Linked DNA regions of Zea mays: all the other regions are linked to region 2. A link is a contact called in public Hi-C data. All regions are on one chromosome and are shown on one strand. The core of a region is the stretch at or near the end of the contact, and the rest is flanking DNA. Distances in the headings are between cores, read along the strand shown. Region 1 holds the start of LOC100192069. Region 2 holds the start of LOC100281359 (vacuolar protein sorting 29). Region 3 has its middle 21 kb from the start of LOC103654718. Region 4 holds the start of LOC100284120 (AGP16).

Region 1 (3,682 bases), core at 971-3,470, 170 kb before region 2:
AATTTTTTATATAAATTTAAATATTTTTTCAAAAAATAATCTAAATAATAAAAAATGAAATTATCCAAATATCTTCTAAAGGTTCAAAATTCTAGCTTCATGATTTTCTGGAACATCTAATGACTTGCTTCTTGAACTCCACCAAAATTTCTAGAGTTGGAACAGTCTCAAACACCCCTTAATAACAAAAATTTCAATACATGACATCCATCGTGATGAAAATCACAACTTAAGTATTACTTATTGGAGAACCTTCTTCTGAGCCAAGTATCGATTGCCCACGTCCAAAGTCCGTTAGATCATCGAGGACCCCTTCCGAGGCCTCCGGACCAACCAGTCCCGGGGACGGCAGCCCTCCCTGAGGAAAAAACTGTCGGGACCCAACAACATGGATGTCAGGCCTACAGCCCTTGAACTTCCTAGGGCCTAAATGTCCTCCCTCATTTGACTATTGGCCTTTTCCCCTAAAGAATCCAACGTCCATTGTACTTTGTCATTGAGATTCTCCATGATGCAAAGGCAAGATACCTCAAAGTACTTAAACTTATATACTCAGTCCTAGTCGTGTCTCAAAATCTTAGACATTAGTTTTAGGCACACCCGCCTCAGTGGTTGCATTGTTCCTCTGAAGATCAGGTTGCATAACCAACATGCAATCCTACGCATTGCTAGGTGGGTTGTCAAGCTCAAAATTTAACCTTTAGATTGTTCCTCGCCATGTAGTCAAGAGTCAGCAAGATGGTGTTATGTAAGGAACACTAGACATTATGCTTTCACATCTCCAAGTAGCATGAAAGCGTCGGTGCATCATTCCTCTTGGTATCCCTGATAGGGGAACACGTTCATTATGTGTGTCAGCTCCTATTTTGGGCCACAAACAACATGCCCGAGTATGCAACTCTTATAGCTGACATGCAGATCGCTATCTTATTCACGATCTGTCACCTATTATTAAAATGTGATTTGTAATTGGTGGTTAACCAAGTTTGGGGCTCTAAGCATGCAATAACCCTGAGTTGTTAGCATATGCCCTAAAAATTTAAAAGCTACAACTCTCATTGTTGTTCTGCAGTTTAGACACATTCCAATAATAGAGAATACAATAGGAGATAGTGTTGAATTAATGTGGACTTGGCCCAATTAATATTTAATAATAGTAAATGCTAATGACCCACTTTAATGTTATGGTGTACTAATAATTTAGCACCATATTAGAAGTTTAAGGGACAAATCCATTAACTTAAATAGGTGGACCGTTGGTGCATCTATTGAGAAGTTGAGAAAAGGATGAAGGACTGCAACACGCGCGCGCCGCCGCGCCGGCCGAGCCGTGACTCGTGATAGATCGTACCTTGGTATTGTTGGAAGAGAAAGTACATCAATGGACTTATAACCAAGCTAATCAATATTTGTATTGTTGGAAGAGAAAATAAAGAAGAGAAAATAGATCTTAACTGTCATATAAGCAACATGCTATTCATAGGAGCCTTGGCGGTGGCGATCCTAAATAATACTCCCTTCGTTTTTTTACTTGACGTTTTTAATTAAAAAATAAACTATGCAACATTAAATATTTAAGAATGAAGGTAGTATTATATGTGATGAGGAATAAAAAAGAGAATAGAAGATATGTTAGCAAATAATAATAATAACAACAACAACAACAGTAGTAGTAGTAGTAATAATAATAATAATAATAATAATAATAATAATAATAATAATAATAATAATAATAATAATAATAATAATAATAATAATAATAATAACAACAACAACAACAACAACAATAATAACAACAACAACAACAACAACAACAACAATAAACACTTTTATAGATAAATAGAAGACAATCATAGTATATCTTATTCTTGTACCTTAATTTAAATATAAGCATTTGACTATACTATTAATATTGCTCCTAAATCCGCACAGGCAGTTTTCATTTATTAGCCTCTCTTTTCTCTCCCATCGTTTTTGAATTCTCTCACCCCTTTGACATCTAACAAAGTCAAGTGGGCCTGCCGCCCTGTCGTGTGTCCTCTATAAAACTCCAAGCTCAAAAAAAAAAAAAAACCACAACGAAAAAAACACAGCATAGAACAGTAGGCCTCACTCCTTTTTAGGACAGGATCCAATGCCTTTGGCCCTCTGCCCATCACTCCCCCTCTCTCTCCTTTTACTCTTCCTGTAGTCTCCTCACTCTTCCAACCAAAACAATCAATAAACTAGCAGAAGTCAGCGCCTCCCTCCTCCGCCCGTTTCCTCAAGCGACAAGAACCCAACCACTCCGCGTCGTCGTCTGCTGCCAATGGAGGAGGAGCGCTGCTTCAACAACTGGGATCTGGACGCCGTCGTGCGCTTGGGCTGCCGCCGCCTCCTCTCCCCGTCGCCGCAGCCCGACCCGTTCGCTTCGTTTCTCCCGCCGCCGCCGCAGAAGGAGAAGCCCGTGGCGCCAGCGCCGGCTAAAGAGCCAGAGCCACATACCGCGTGGCGCTTCCCTGACCTTGGTGCTGGCGGCGGGCAAGACGGCGAAGAGCTCCTCAGGGCCCTGTTAGCCGACCAGCCTCCCCTGCATCAGCCTCTGCCAACGCCAGCGGCAACGCCAACGCCAACGCCAACGGCAACGCCTCCCCCACCATCACAACAGCAGCATCTACAGCCGACTGTGACAGCCGTGGACGTGGCTCCACCCCAGGTGCGCCCCGCTCCGGCTAGGGCGCAGCCGAGCGGGCGGCAGGTGCCCGGTGGCGTGCCAAGATCCAAGAGAAGGTACGCTGCGCTCGCTGAGTGCCTCGACACGGCCGGCGGCAGCGGTTCTTCGAATTGTTTCTTGGGGGAGGTTGAAAGCTCGGGTATTTGCAAGCTGCTAACGCTGTTTCCGTGCACTCCAGGAAGAACCAGGTGAAGAAGGTGGTCTGCCACGTTCCGGCGGACGGCTCGTCGCCGGACGTGTGGGCGTGGCGCAAGTACGGCCAGAAGCCCATCAAGGGCTCCCCCTACCCAAGGTCGGTCAGCTAGAACAACAGTCCCTTGCCTATCTGTCGGCTTCTCGCCGGCGTCGCGTTCGCGTCTCGGAGCGAATTAACCGATCTCACCGCCTGCTGCTATGTTCCTTGAACAGGGGATACTACCGATGCAGCAGCTCCAAGGGGTGCGCGGCGCGGAAGCAGGTGGAGCGCAGCCGCGCGGACCCCAACACTTTCATCCTCACCTTCACCGGGGAGCACAACCACGCGGCGCCGACCCACCGCAACTCGCTCGCCGGCACCACCCGCCACAAGTTCCCGTCGTCGGCGGCGCCTCAGCCGCCGCCGCCGTCCGTCGTGGTGGGCGGTGACGCGCAGGACCGGCAGCCGAGCCCGAGCCCGACGTCCACGTCGACCGCGGGGCTCTCGCCCACGACGCCGCTGCGCACGCCGTCCATGGAGGAGGAGGAGGAGGAGGAGGAGGAGGAGGAGGAGGAGGACGAGCTGCTGGTGGAGGACATGGAGATGGCTGGCGAGGACGAGCTCCTGTTCCTCAGCACCGACGCCGACGCCGGGGCACCGACGTCCTCGCTCTTCGACGTCGTCGGCGAGCCCTTCCTAAGCCCTCCCTGGGTGACAGCCGCCAGCAGCGCCGGCGAGCCAGCCACAGGGGCAGCCGGCGCTGGGAGCTGACTTCTTCTAGAGAGAGATGTGCC
Region 2 (3,529 bases), core at 617-3,116:
TTTTTACAAAGCATCGGCATTGGGGTCCATCGATCATCAATTTGCCTCGACAAAACCGAAAACCACAATATGAAGTCTGATTCGCTGTTTATGTTGTCACCACCATTGGTAATGGAGCAAACACCCTTTTCTGGACAGACCGCTGGTTGCATGGCTGCTCATTGGAAGAACTAGCACCTGAGGTAGTTAGAAAGGTCCCTAGAAGAACAAGGAAGCTAAGGATGGTGGCCCAAGCCCTGCAGAACCAAGCCTGGGTTACTGATATTCATGGAGTACTTGGTTTGATTGGCCTCACAGAATTTCTACAGCTCTGGGATACATTGGCTGAGGTTACTCTAAGCCAATATGATGACCTGCATGCATGGAAGTTCGATGCCACAGGTCAGCCATCCACCAGGTCAGCCTACAGAGCTTTCTTTGTCGGTTGCATACCTTTTGAACCTTGGAAGAGGCTTTGGAAACCTTGGGCTCTAGGGAAATGCAAAAATATCCATATGGTTGGCCACCAGAAATCGTTGTTGGACTGCTGACCGCTTGGAAAAAAGAGGGCTTCCTCACCCCGAGCAATGTCCTTTGTGCGATCAGGAAAATGAGACTGTCCAACATATTTTAACATCATGTGTTTTTGCTAGACAATTCTGGTTTAGTATTCTGCAGCCACTAGATTGGTCAAATTTGGTGCCTAGCAGTAGGACCAAATCTTTTGCAGAATGGTGGCGGCGTGGCGCAAATCTTTGAAAAAAGTCCACAAACAGCATAAGAAAGGTCTTAATTCCTTGATCATTCTTGGTGCTTGGATCCTATGGAAACATCGTAATGGTTGTGTCTTTGACGGATCCGCTCCTTCCATCCAAACTGTTGTACAGGAGGTCAAGAATGAGGTTGTCCTATGGCAGGTAGCTGGGGCCAAAGGGCTGCTGGTCCTGGACCTTGGAAGGTTGCTGGTCTAGGCTAGGTTGGGTAGAAGTAGAAATTTGGGTCTGGTCTCTTTGTTGAGTTATATATAAGTTCTGTTTCAGATCCCACATCCCTCTCTATGATCCTACGTGGGGTGATGTTTGATGTACTGGATCATTTTTCTCTTATATAAAAAAATACGCATTCGAAAAAAAATAGTCTTATAGAAACCAGCTCGGTGCTATTGCCATCCTAGAGTCCAAAATAACCACACACACACACACACACGTTGCCCGACCGAACCAAACAAACAACTGCAGTAGACTAATACAGCGATGCGGCTGATCCCAGCACGACCTAAGAACCATAACGATTTCTCACGTGATGCAACTATCCGCGGCAGTACGACCTAGCCAGCGCAAAAATTGGACACATGAGGCGAGAGGAAAGGATTGTAAAATCGATCGCCGAGGGACGCCGGTTACCCGGCCGGCCGGCCAGGCGCGGAAGGTAAGGTTACCTTGATGCAGAGATTGCCAGTGCAGATGATGTGTTGGATCTTGCCGGGCACGAGCATGGACTTGAATTTGGCGGGGAGGTCGGGCGCCCGGTGCGGGATGTGCAGATCCCCCAGCGCAAGCACAAGCACCATCCTCCCCGGCTATCGCCTTCTTCCCCCTCCCCACCTCCTTCCTCTTGATCTCCTACTGAGTAGTACTCCACGATCCGCGTCTCACACCTCACGTCAGCTCTCTATCTGATAGAGCTGCACACCATGATCCGAGTCAAAACCGTCAAGCAGCTCAACCCTCTCCGAGAACAAGACCGATCCCCCTTGGCCCTTCCCCCCCTTGCTTCAGATGCGCGAGCGCGACACAAGGGGAGAAGAGAAAGGGAGGGGCAAGCACGTGGGGCCACTGTGGGTCTACTTGTCAAAAACGACGAAGTGGCCCCGCATTGGGCTCATGACCGGGCCGGATGAGTGTTGTTCGTCGTCGTCAGCACTGGGCTTTAGCATGCTGTGCACGACGGATACGGCCCGTTTGAGGCTCCATCGGTTTCGCCAAGTTCGTTGGGCTAGCGTTAAGCTAAGCAAAACGTCAAGCTCTTCTTCCTCTTTTCAACGTTTGAAAGATCGACGGTCTAGAATCTAGATGTACTATCAAAAAATTTGAATCCTCCTATTAAAAAAAAATTGAATCCTAACTGAAAGGATACATCAGCTAAATAGATTCTTACAAATCTATACTCTCTCCGTCTAAAATAGTATTCGTTTTAGATCTTGGTTTTTATGTCTATATTCAAATGAATGATAATAAATCTATACACATATATATAATACATACATCAAGTATTGTAAGAATTTGTTAATTTTCTAAAGAGAGGGAGTATAATTCAGTATTCCCGTTTACAGATTTACCTAGTTCAATTCAGAAACTCTGTCTATAGATTTCTCAAGTTCAATACATAATCTCCATGTATCCTATATTTTCAAGATTTATGCCATCCATATTATTCAAAATATTACCTAATTATCATTGTTTATATTGGATTAATGTTGGCTTGGCCCAATTAATATTCAATAATAGTCAATGCTAGTGGTCCACTTTAATGATATGGTATACTAATAATTTAGTATCATATTGTAAGTTCAAGAGATCAATCAATCAACTTAAATAGGTGCACCAATTGGTGCATCTATTAAGAAGTTGGGAAAAGAATGAAAAACGACCACACGCGCGCGTGCCGCCGCCGCCGGCGGGCCGTGGCCGTGGTAGATCGAACCTTGGTTCGAATATTCCTTTCAAATAACTGCGCATTTTGCCTTGTCCGCAGAGGTTGTAACACCCTAAATTTGGGGGTATAAAATTTCTTTCTAATTACCTACCAAATTCAGGTGTTACTCCTCTCTCTCTAGTTTCTCTCTCTTTTTCTTTTTAGTAGAATTAGCTTAATTAGTGAGGGGTTGATTATTTTATTTTGTCAAAACAATATGAGTCATGAAATGTTGCATCGTGGTGAGCTCCAAATATTTTTTAAATTGTTGCACATGTTTGATTTAGTTTGAATTTGAATTCAAAACCCTAGAGAACATAAATAGAAAAACATTAGAAATTCCCTGAAAAATAGAAAAAACCATTTCAGCCCAAGTCGGACAGACGGACCCGGCCTATCGGCGCCAGCCCACGCACCCCTTCTCTCTCTCTCTCTCTGCTCTGTGGGGTCGGCCTGTCGGTGCTGATCCCCTCGCACGCGCTCATCCTCTCTCTCTGCCCTGCGGACCCACCCGTCAGACCTCGTCCCTAACCTCCCACCCACGCCCCCATCGTGGATGCGTCCACGTTCACGCGTTTTCCGGCCATCTCCGCACGCCCTCTGTCACACTCGGGTTTTAGGGACCCGGGCGCGAACATAATCACCAGGTGCGCTGGGACCAAGTCTCACACATATGATAAATCATGGTACAGAAACGAATGTAATAACTTTACTATATAATAGGAGTTCTGTACAAAATAAATAAATAAATACATGGTAAGGAGACAACGATCCATCAACCCAAAGTTGACTAGGAGACGACGGCCTAGACCTCTCACGAACACATCGCAGCATCCTCCATGCGCCTCATCCTGTG
Region 3 (3,764 bases), core at 589-3,088, 200 kb before region 2:
CAGAGCGCAGTCAATATTCAGCTGATGCCATAACTCAGCCGATAATAACATAGTCTGATCAGTGTGTCCGAGTACCCACTATAATATTTAATCGCTCGGCGTGAATCAGAAACTCAACGCACCACAAATATTTAGAGCGATTTAAAAATACGCAACATAGCCTTCACATGCAATTTAATTATTTTCTGCTAATTATTTACTATGAAAAATAAAGCAGAAAATCGATAATAGAATTAAAGCATTCACATAAGCACATTAGGTGCAAAAGATATTTTCTCATACTTAAGCATGTATTATTTACTGCAGGAAATAATTATTGAGATAGAAACCACAATAGAAGACATAATTTATTCTTTACAACAGGAAATAAATATAATATAAAGCATGCATACAAATTTATATAAATTATGCAGGAATTTATTTATACTAAAAATTACAGTATAAATTATAAGCATAACTATACATAAAACGACTAATAGCAGCGCGGTGGACTGGCAGAGCATGGCTGCGGGCCACGATGTGCGGGAGACGGTTTCTAGAATAGGATTGTGCGCCGTGATCTCCAAGACTCCACACACTCTCCCATCCAATAGCCGCCAGCCACCCAAAAAATGAAAGGAATACTAGGTCAAGCGTACATGCGGCCATGCAAGTAGGATTAGGACTAAGTCCTCTCGCACAACAGCTAAAGCCACAGTTCACATATGGCTCATAGGTGTTGCATGGCTGCATGCGGTATTGCACCCATGATCCCTCCACACACGCAGGGAGTGAGGAGTGCCGAATGCAGATCTATGACCAGAGAGAGGCTTCGATCTCACCGACATAATCATGGATCCTGCTTGCCGGGTGCTGCAGGCACTCGCGGTCTCAGTTCGGCGGGCATGGTGTCCGTCGTGGGCACGGGTGTGGCTGCCGTCACGCAGCACGACACGAGCGGCTCTGGTGCGGGCATGGCTGCTGGCGCGCAGCACAGTCCCGACGCGCGGGCACAACACCACTACGTCGATGACAGTTTTTCGCGCACGAATCACAATCCATACACAACAACGGATCAACCAATAAACATACCGCTCGTGCGTAGAGGGAGAATCGAAGGCTGTCGCGTAGGACAGTTCGGCTAGGCCAAGAGACCTGCCGGCTTGACGAAGAGCTGATGCAGATCTGATTCCGCAGCAACATCAAGGTAGAGCGTGCTGATAACGTGTTGAGAACTACGTCACCACGGATCACCAGATCCGCTCCCTTCCCTCCCATCAGCAGTAGAGACGCGAGAAGTTGTAGAGGACCCGTCTCACTTTACAGAAGCACGACAGAGGAAACACACGAGACACATGATATAGGGTTGGGCCTTTAGCCTCTTTCTGATCTCTGTATTATGAGGGATGTACAAGTTCCTTATATATAGATGTGAGACCCCTCAGGAGTAAAACAGGTATTTGCCCACATTACCATAATTAGGGTTACTTAACAGGTAGAAACCCTAAGGGCCTGTTCGGTTGTACCGGAATGAGCCAGGATTTATTCCGGCTCATCAAAATATATATAAATTAGAGAAGTAATCCGGCTAGGAATTAATCCGGGCCTCCAATCCGGAACAACCAAACAGGGCCTAAAAAGGGTTTTTTTCCACTATCTGTTTGTGCTCTGTTCTATGTGTGTGCTTTCACAGTGGAAGGGGAACAGACCAAAAAATAGATACGGTCGTAGGACACTTCGGAAACTGGGCCGCTGCATGCTGGCAGACTCTTGCCGCCATCGTTGCGACTTGCGAGGCCGTGTACATGTCATTGATTGATTGGGCTGGCCACGATGAACCAGCGATAATGCGAGATGGGCCCGTACAAACGCAGGACGGCAAGCGCATGTGAGATCCAGAATAATGGAAAGGGCAGAGCAACGCGGCTGGCCTACAAAACAAATGAAACAATGATGATCGCCGGTGCGGTGCGCACAGGCGCAACCTGGCACGTACTGTGCAACGGCACTTCGGATGGACACGAAGCGAGGCAGGCAGGCAGGGTCACGGTGACAGGCGTGCGTACGTACGTGTCTACCTACGTGATGATGATGTTGCCGCTACACTGGATTTGGTTGGCCGTGCATATGCTACTCCGATCCCATGATAGATCTCATTCTTCTCGCCGCCCGCACTGTTTTCACTTTTCACCGCCGCCGTTGAGGTCGCATTACGTCAAGCAAGGCCGTAATGAATCAGCAAAACCCATCAAACCCATCAAGTTCGCATAACATCCAAACACTCTATCTAATAGTTTAGCTATTAGCTATTTTTATTAAATTAGTTAATAGTTAGCTAACATTTTTAGCTAACTAATTATGCATTTAAACACCCCTAACTCGAATCACCTTCTTCAAAAAAAAAAGACATGCATGCCAAGAAAGGTTCGCTACTAAAAATGATTTATTTTAGCAAACAAGTCAAAATCGTTAACAGAGGTGGACATTTCTACGTACTAACCGCCTCTGGTCAAGGTACGTAGCACCAAGAAAAAAAATACACGCCTCTAAAAATCATAGATTAATATAGAACATTAGAACGACGACATCTTACGATGAACGTTCATCTTCATAAATTGATTTTGAGAGATGAGCCTATGTGATAGCCATAGAGGCGTGATTGTGCCAGACGTGCAATAGGAGTAATTGGTTTTAATTGTCATAGTATCTAGTATTGTAATCTTGATATTAATCCCTACTACTCTATAAAACTTTACTGTGGGCGTCCACAGTTGCAACACATGCCCCCGCCTCGTTCATCCCGCCCCCGTCCGTGATCCCCTCCGCGACCCCATCCACGCCTGCTCCTGTCCATGCCCCCAACCGTGCCCTCCCTCCCTCCCTCTACCCCCTGGTGACGTCGACCATCTCCCCGTTCATCCCGCCCCACCCGTGATCCCCTCCCCGCGCTCCCCTCCGCGACCCCATCCATCTCGCCGTCGTCCACGCTCGCCCTGCCTCCCACGATGGTCGGCCCCAAACGCGACCTCCCTCCCTATCCGTCCCCAGCCACGCCAGGAGCGCCTCCCATATTCTTCCCGGTTCATCCCACCCTCGCCCGTGTCCCCTCCCCGTGCTCCCCTCCGCGACCCCATCCATCTCGCCGCCGTCCACGATCTTAATCAGCGCCCTTCCATCGGCGTCCATAGTCCACAATTCCAACACATCGATCCTGGGAGTCCTTCGAAGGCACAGACCTTCCATCGACGGCGCCCCGTATTGCTATTTAAAAAATCCAAAGCGAGGCTGCCACCCTACTCCCATCCTCCTCGGATGTGCAGATACTGTGACCAACAGCTCGAAGGTGTGTCAATTCTGTTCTTGTCTATCAGGAGAGCAAACATCATATATCCTGACAGAACCACGAAGGAACATCACTAAGGTGCGTCAACTCTGTTTTTGATATTGCTGTTTTGTTCTCAAGGTCTTGGATTCTGAATAGAGTGCATAGAGAGAATGATAATGAGTTTGTATTTCAATCTTTGTTGTTCTCTACATGCATGTCTTATGTTCTTCTAGCGTCTTAAAAAAATCTGCTGACACTTGTTATTTTATTTGCCACTGAGAGGGTGAGCGGGATGGAATCTGGACCTGGCACCATGTGGACAATTTATTTAATTGGCTTCCTTTGGCTGCACTAATGAAAAAAACATAATTTGTATGCATGGAGGTATTGGTCGGTCCATCAACCGTATAGATTAAATTGAAAATCTTCAAAGACTAATTGCCATGGAAGCAGGCTTAGT
Region 4 (3,532 bases), core at 354-2,853, 220 kb before region 2:
GGATTATCTCTTTGATCAATCAAGGGCAGCCAACAAATACATACAGCCTAGATCATTAAAGAGGACTACATTTTTCATTTCACATCAGATATACCTAGCAAACCCGTTACTTGTGGCAATGTGACAGTTTGTTTGTGGAACAGACAACAAGTAAGGCCCTGTTTGGGAACAAAGTTTTTGAAAACTACAGTTTTTGAAATACTATACTATACTTTAGTTATGACAATACCGTAGTTTATAATACCGCAGTTTTGAAAACTGAGGTCCAGAGCTAAGTTTAGAATGCCTTAAAACAACTATAGTATTTGCAATACTTCAGTTTTGAAAACAGAGATTTTACCCAGCTTGCCAAACACCATTATGTATATAATACTGCAGTATTTGAGAATACTGCAGTATTCTTCCAAAACTGCAGAAAAACTTTGTTCCCAAACACCCCCTAAGAGGCATTCCATGAAAAAGTAGGCAATGGTAGCTGCCAGAGTACTAGTATTATATTAGAACGTAAATGCAAGGAGACGGCCATAGCAAGAATCAAGATTTCTACGAACTGCAAAACCACCAAACTCATTGCTGACAGGCGCAACAGACGAAGTGCAAATCTGACAGCAGTTTAGTCAAGATGTGAATATTCTTCATAAGAGAAGTTTTGCATATAACAAAAAAATTGCATTGGAGTTATGTGTCAAAACTGAAAGAATTTATTTAATTGAAAGATGGCAGTTTCCTCCGGGGCCTCAACTGTTCGCGTTAACTTTGTATTTTCGCGAAAACGCATCCTTTCCTGACCAGCACTGCCGCAGAAGAAAGCACACATGCAGGAGATTCGCGATTATTATTGTGTCTGTAATAATTAATTAACGTCCAGACATGGGGGATCTAAATTCTACGGCAATGCAGGTAGCACTGGGAAAAACTTGTGCGATGAACAGTTGTGAGATTTTCTCCATCTTGGTTCCCAAAAGAACCAGATCGACAAACACCGGAGATTTTTTTTTTTTGTTACAATGGGGAACGAACAGAACGCGATTCCGGCGTCCGGCCCCACGATCCAGGCGCGCGGAGCACAGATTCGCGGCGTCCGGATTGCATTGTGATTGCGGGCAGGAAGAAATGAAGGGAGATGAGAGAGAAAGAGCGAGACTGCGCACCGTCGCTGGTGGGCGCGGGCGCCGGTGCCTGCGCCGCAGCGGCGGCGGTCATGAGTATGGCGAAGACGAGAGCGGCCACCGCCATCGCAGCAACCGCGCCGAGCGGAGCCCTTGCCACGGCCATTCCTCCCCGGGAGTACCTCCCGCTGTCGCCGGCGTCGGAAGAGGAGAGGGGGTGGACGGATCACGTACGGCAGCGGCCACCACGCCACGCACGCACCGGCACCGACCACGAACGCACGCGCCTCTCTCTCTCTCTCCCGTCCCGTCCTCCCTACTCCCTAGTCCGCGCTCCTCAAAAAAGCCTAGGCCTGCTACGACGTGGCTGCGCATCTGAATGTTATTGAGAACGCCGCTTGCAAGCTACGTACCTTCGATGACATGTGGGTCCATTTTGACGCTGTGTTCGGCGGACCCGCCGCAGGGCGTCGTGCAAGGGAACCACGGTGGAGCCAGTTTAGGGCCTTGGTGAGATTCCCTTTCCAATGCGCAGGACGGCCGGGTGGCCGGTGAGACTAACTCCAAAGGCAGCCCCTACGCAGCCCCCTCCCCTTCGCATGGCATATAGGGGCACTCTACGATCGCAGCGGTGCTCTATACAACACAATACTCCAGCCCTTTTCTCTCTCCTCTCAGATCTAGCGGGTCACTGTTCATCCCCTAAACACTGTGTTGTAGATCCACGAGTAATTGTTAGTCGATAAAAATTGATAGTTGATATAGAAAATGATTTTTTTAGTTGTAGTGAGATATATGAGGAATATTTAGGGGGAACCGCTGTGGGAGATGAAAAAATAGAGGGGGAAAGTGATATAGGGGGGAAAATTTAGGGGTAACGGTTGCGAATAGGCTGAGTGAGCTCGTCACACTGCTGGAGCCCGGGCTATGTGGGCCCAGTAGCACAGGGAGGGAGGTCTCATGACTAGGGATGGAATTCTCTGGTTTTAGCTCACAATTTTCATCCTCGTGATAAAAAAACATCATCACGTATAAATTTAATGAGTTCTCATGGAGAACAAGAATAGATAATAATGTCTCATCTCCGTCCCTCCTGTTGGAGGAGAATTTTTCCATTTACATTTCGGCGGGGAAGAAACTTTATCATCCCTATCCTCTAAGAGTTTGTTCGATTGCATCGGGATCCAAGGGGTTGAAGAGATTAAATCATCTTCTATTCAATTTTGACTAGGGATGAATTTATTTAAGCCATGTTTGGTTCACTGCCTAACTTGTTACGCTTTACCTAACTTTTCTGTCTAAGATTAGTTTTTTTAATTCGAACGACTAACCTTAGGCAAAGTATGGTACAGTTAACCATAAACTAAACAATCCCTTAATCTCCTCCAATCCTATGTGATTCAGACGCAACCGAACAGGATCTAATAGAAGAATTCCCTATGGAGAATCAGGATCGGGTCTCCATTATCATCTCTAGTTATGACTCATAACTCATGTGACTCATGTGGTGTGCCGTGATCTGTTGCAGTGTGTTTGGTTTGCAGCACGGCATAGATCCAGAGTGATCCGAACCTGTATCCGAGCCTACAAAATCGTTTGGATAGCGTCACGGAGTCTACCCATCCGTCATCCACTCATTCCAAAATACAACAGAACCCTAGCAGCGACTCGTTCCTCCAAATCAACCGGATGAGCTGACTCCCGTTCGCATCTCGCACCTGGCGGCGGCGGGGCAGCTCTGAGGGGATCTCTCCGCGGCGGCGACGCGGCTCCCAGCGGCGACAGCGACCCTCCTCACCCAACCGCCGCTCCTCACACTACCAGATCTAGGCGTCGCACCTCAGATCCATCAACTGGTGAGCTCCCTCCTCCACCTCCTCTCCCTGCTCTTTGATCTCGCCCTCGCTTCTTCCTCCCCGGCCAGCCATCAGTTCCGGTGACTGCTTCCTTCGTCTACCCTGGCGTCTCCTACTCCAAGGCCGGGCACTACCGCTACGCGCTCCTCTCCCGCGTCTGCCTCTCCATGTTCGACGGGTTCGACTCCTACCAGTTCGGCGCCACAGCCGACACCACAGAGCTTGGAGGAACCCAGCTGACAGCCCGCAGGAACGAGTCACTGCAGCAATTCATCGAGCACTCAGATGCAGATCCCGCCTCTGGATTCTTTCCGAATTGCTCTGTCTATCCTGTGCCGTTGGAGACCTCGCCGCCCTCGCACTTGTCTCGCGCCACAGGTCCATCCGTTCAGGGCAAAGGAGATACAGAAGTATCAGTGCCAAATTGAACGCCGAAAGCAGTGCTGAACCTGTCTTCCAAAACCAGCTTACCTGAGCCTTATTTATCAGTCCACACAAAACCAGCGTACCTGAGCCGCGCACATCTATGTTAGAGACAAATGTATTTTTTAGAAGCCACGGAGCTAG

Evidence for each region. A called contact is a pair of places that touch in the nucleus more often than the background predicts.
Region 1: a contact with region 2 is called in a Hi-C map of leaf, with 2.7 times the contacts expected there. The contact joins the promoter of LOC100192069 here to the promoter of LOC100281359 in region 2. A contact is called at or near these places in 2 of 25 Hi-C or Micro-C datasets (ear and leaf).
Region 3: a contact with region 2 is called in a Hi-C map of leaf, with 2.8 times the contacts expected there. The contact joins the enhancer-like site here to the promoter of LOC100281359 in region 2. A contact is called at or near these places in 4 of 25 Hi-C or Micro-C datasets (all in leaf).
Region 4: a Hi-C map of ear shows a contact between it and region 2, with 2.9 times the contacts expected there. The contact joins the promoter of LOC100284120 here to the promoter of LOC100281359 in region 2. A contact is called at or near these places in 2 of 25 Hi-C or Micro-C datasets (both in ear).

Annotation. Positions count from the first base shown.
Region 1 is chr4:230,704,847-230,708,528 of Zm-B73-REFERENCE-NAM-5.0, forward strand. It overlaps LOC100192069, which reads left to right and starts at 2,221. Exons shown (of 3, transcript NM_001137492.1): 1 at 2,221-2,769; 2 at 2,892-3,005; 3 at 3,122-3,682. The coding sequence starts at 2,309. The coding sequence ends at 3,659.
Region 2 is chr4:230,876,909-230,880,437 of Zm-B73-REFERENCE-NAM-5.0, forward strand. It overlaps LOC100281359 (vacuolar protein sorting 29), which reads right to left and starts at 1,867. Exons shown (of 3, transcript NM_001154277.3): 1 at 1,418-1,867. The coding sequence starts at 1,549.
Region 3 is chr4:230,679,928-230,683,691 of Zm-B73-REFERENCE-NAM-5.0, forward strand. It overlaps the pseudogene LOC109945952. Among protein-coding and RNA genes, the nearest start is that of LOC103654718, 21 kb to the left of the region's middle. Within about 2 kb of position 1,839, at least 18 of the 20 cell types and tissues checked have an H3K27ac peak or open chromatin away from gene starts, as enhancers often do. A contact at or near this core is called in leaf, where this site is marked.
Region 4 is chr4:230,654,215-230,657,746 of Zm-B73-REFERENCE-NAM-5.0, forward strand. LOC100284120 (AGP16) reads right to left here and starts at 1,604. Exons shown (of 2, transcript NM_001331151.1): 1 at 1,523-1,604. The coding sequence starts at 1,544.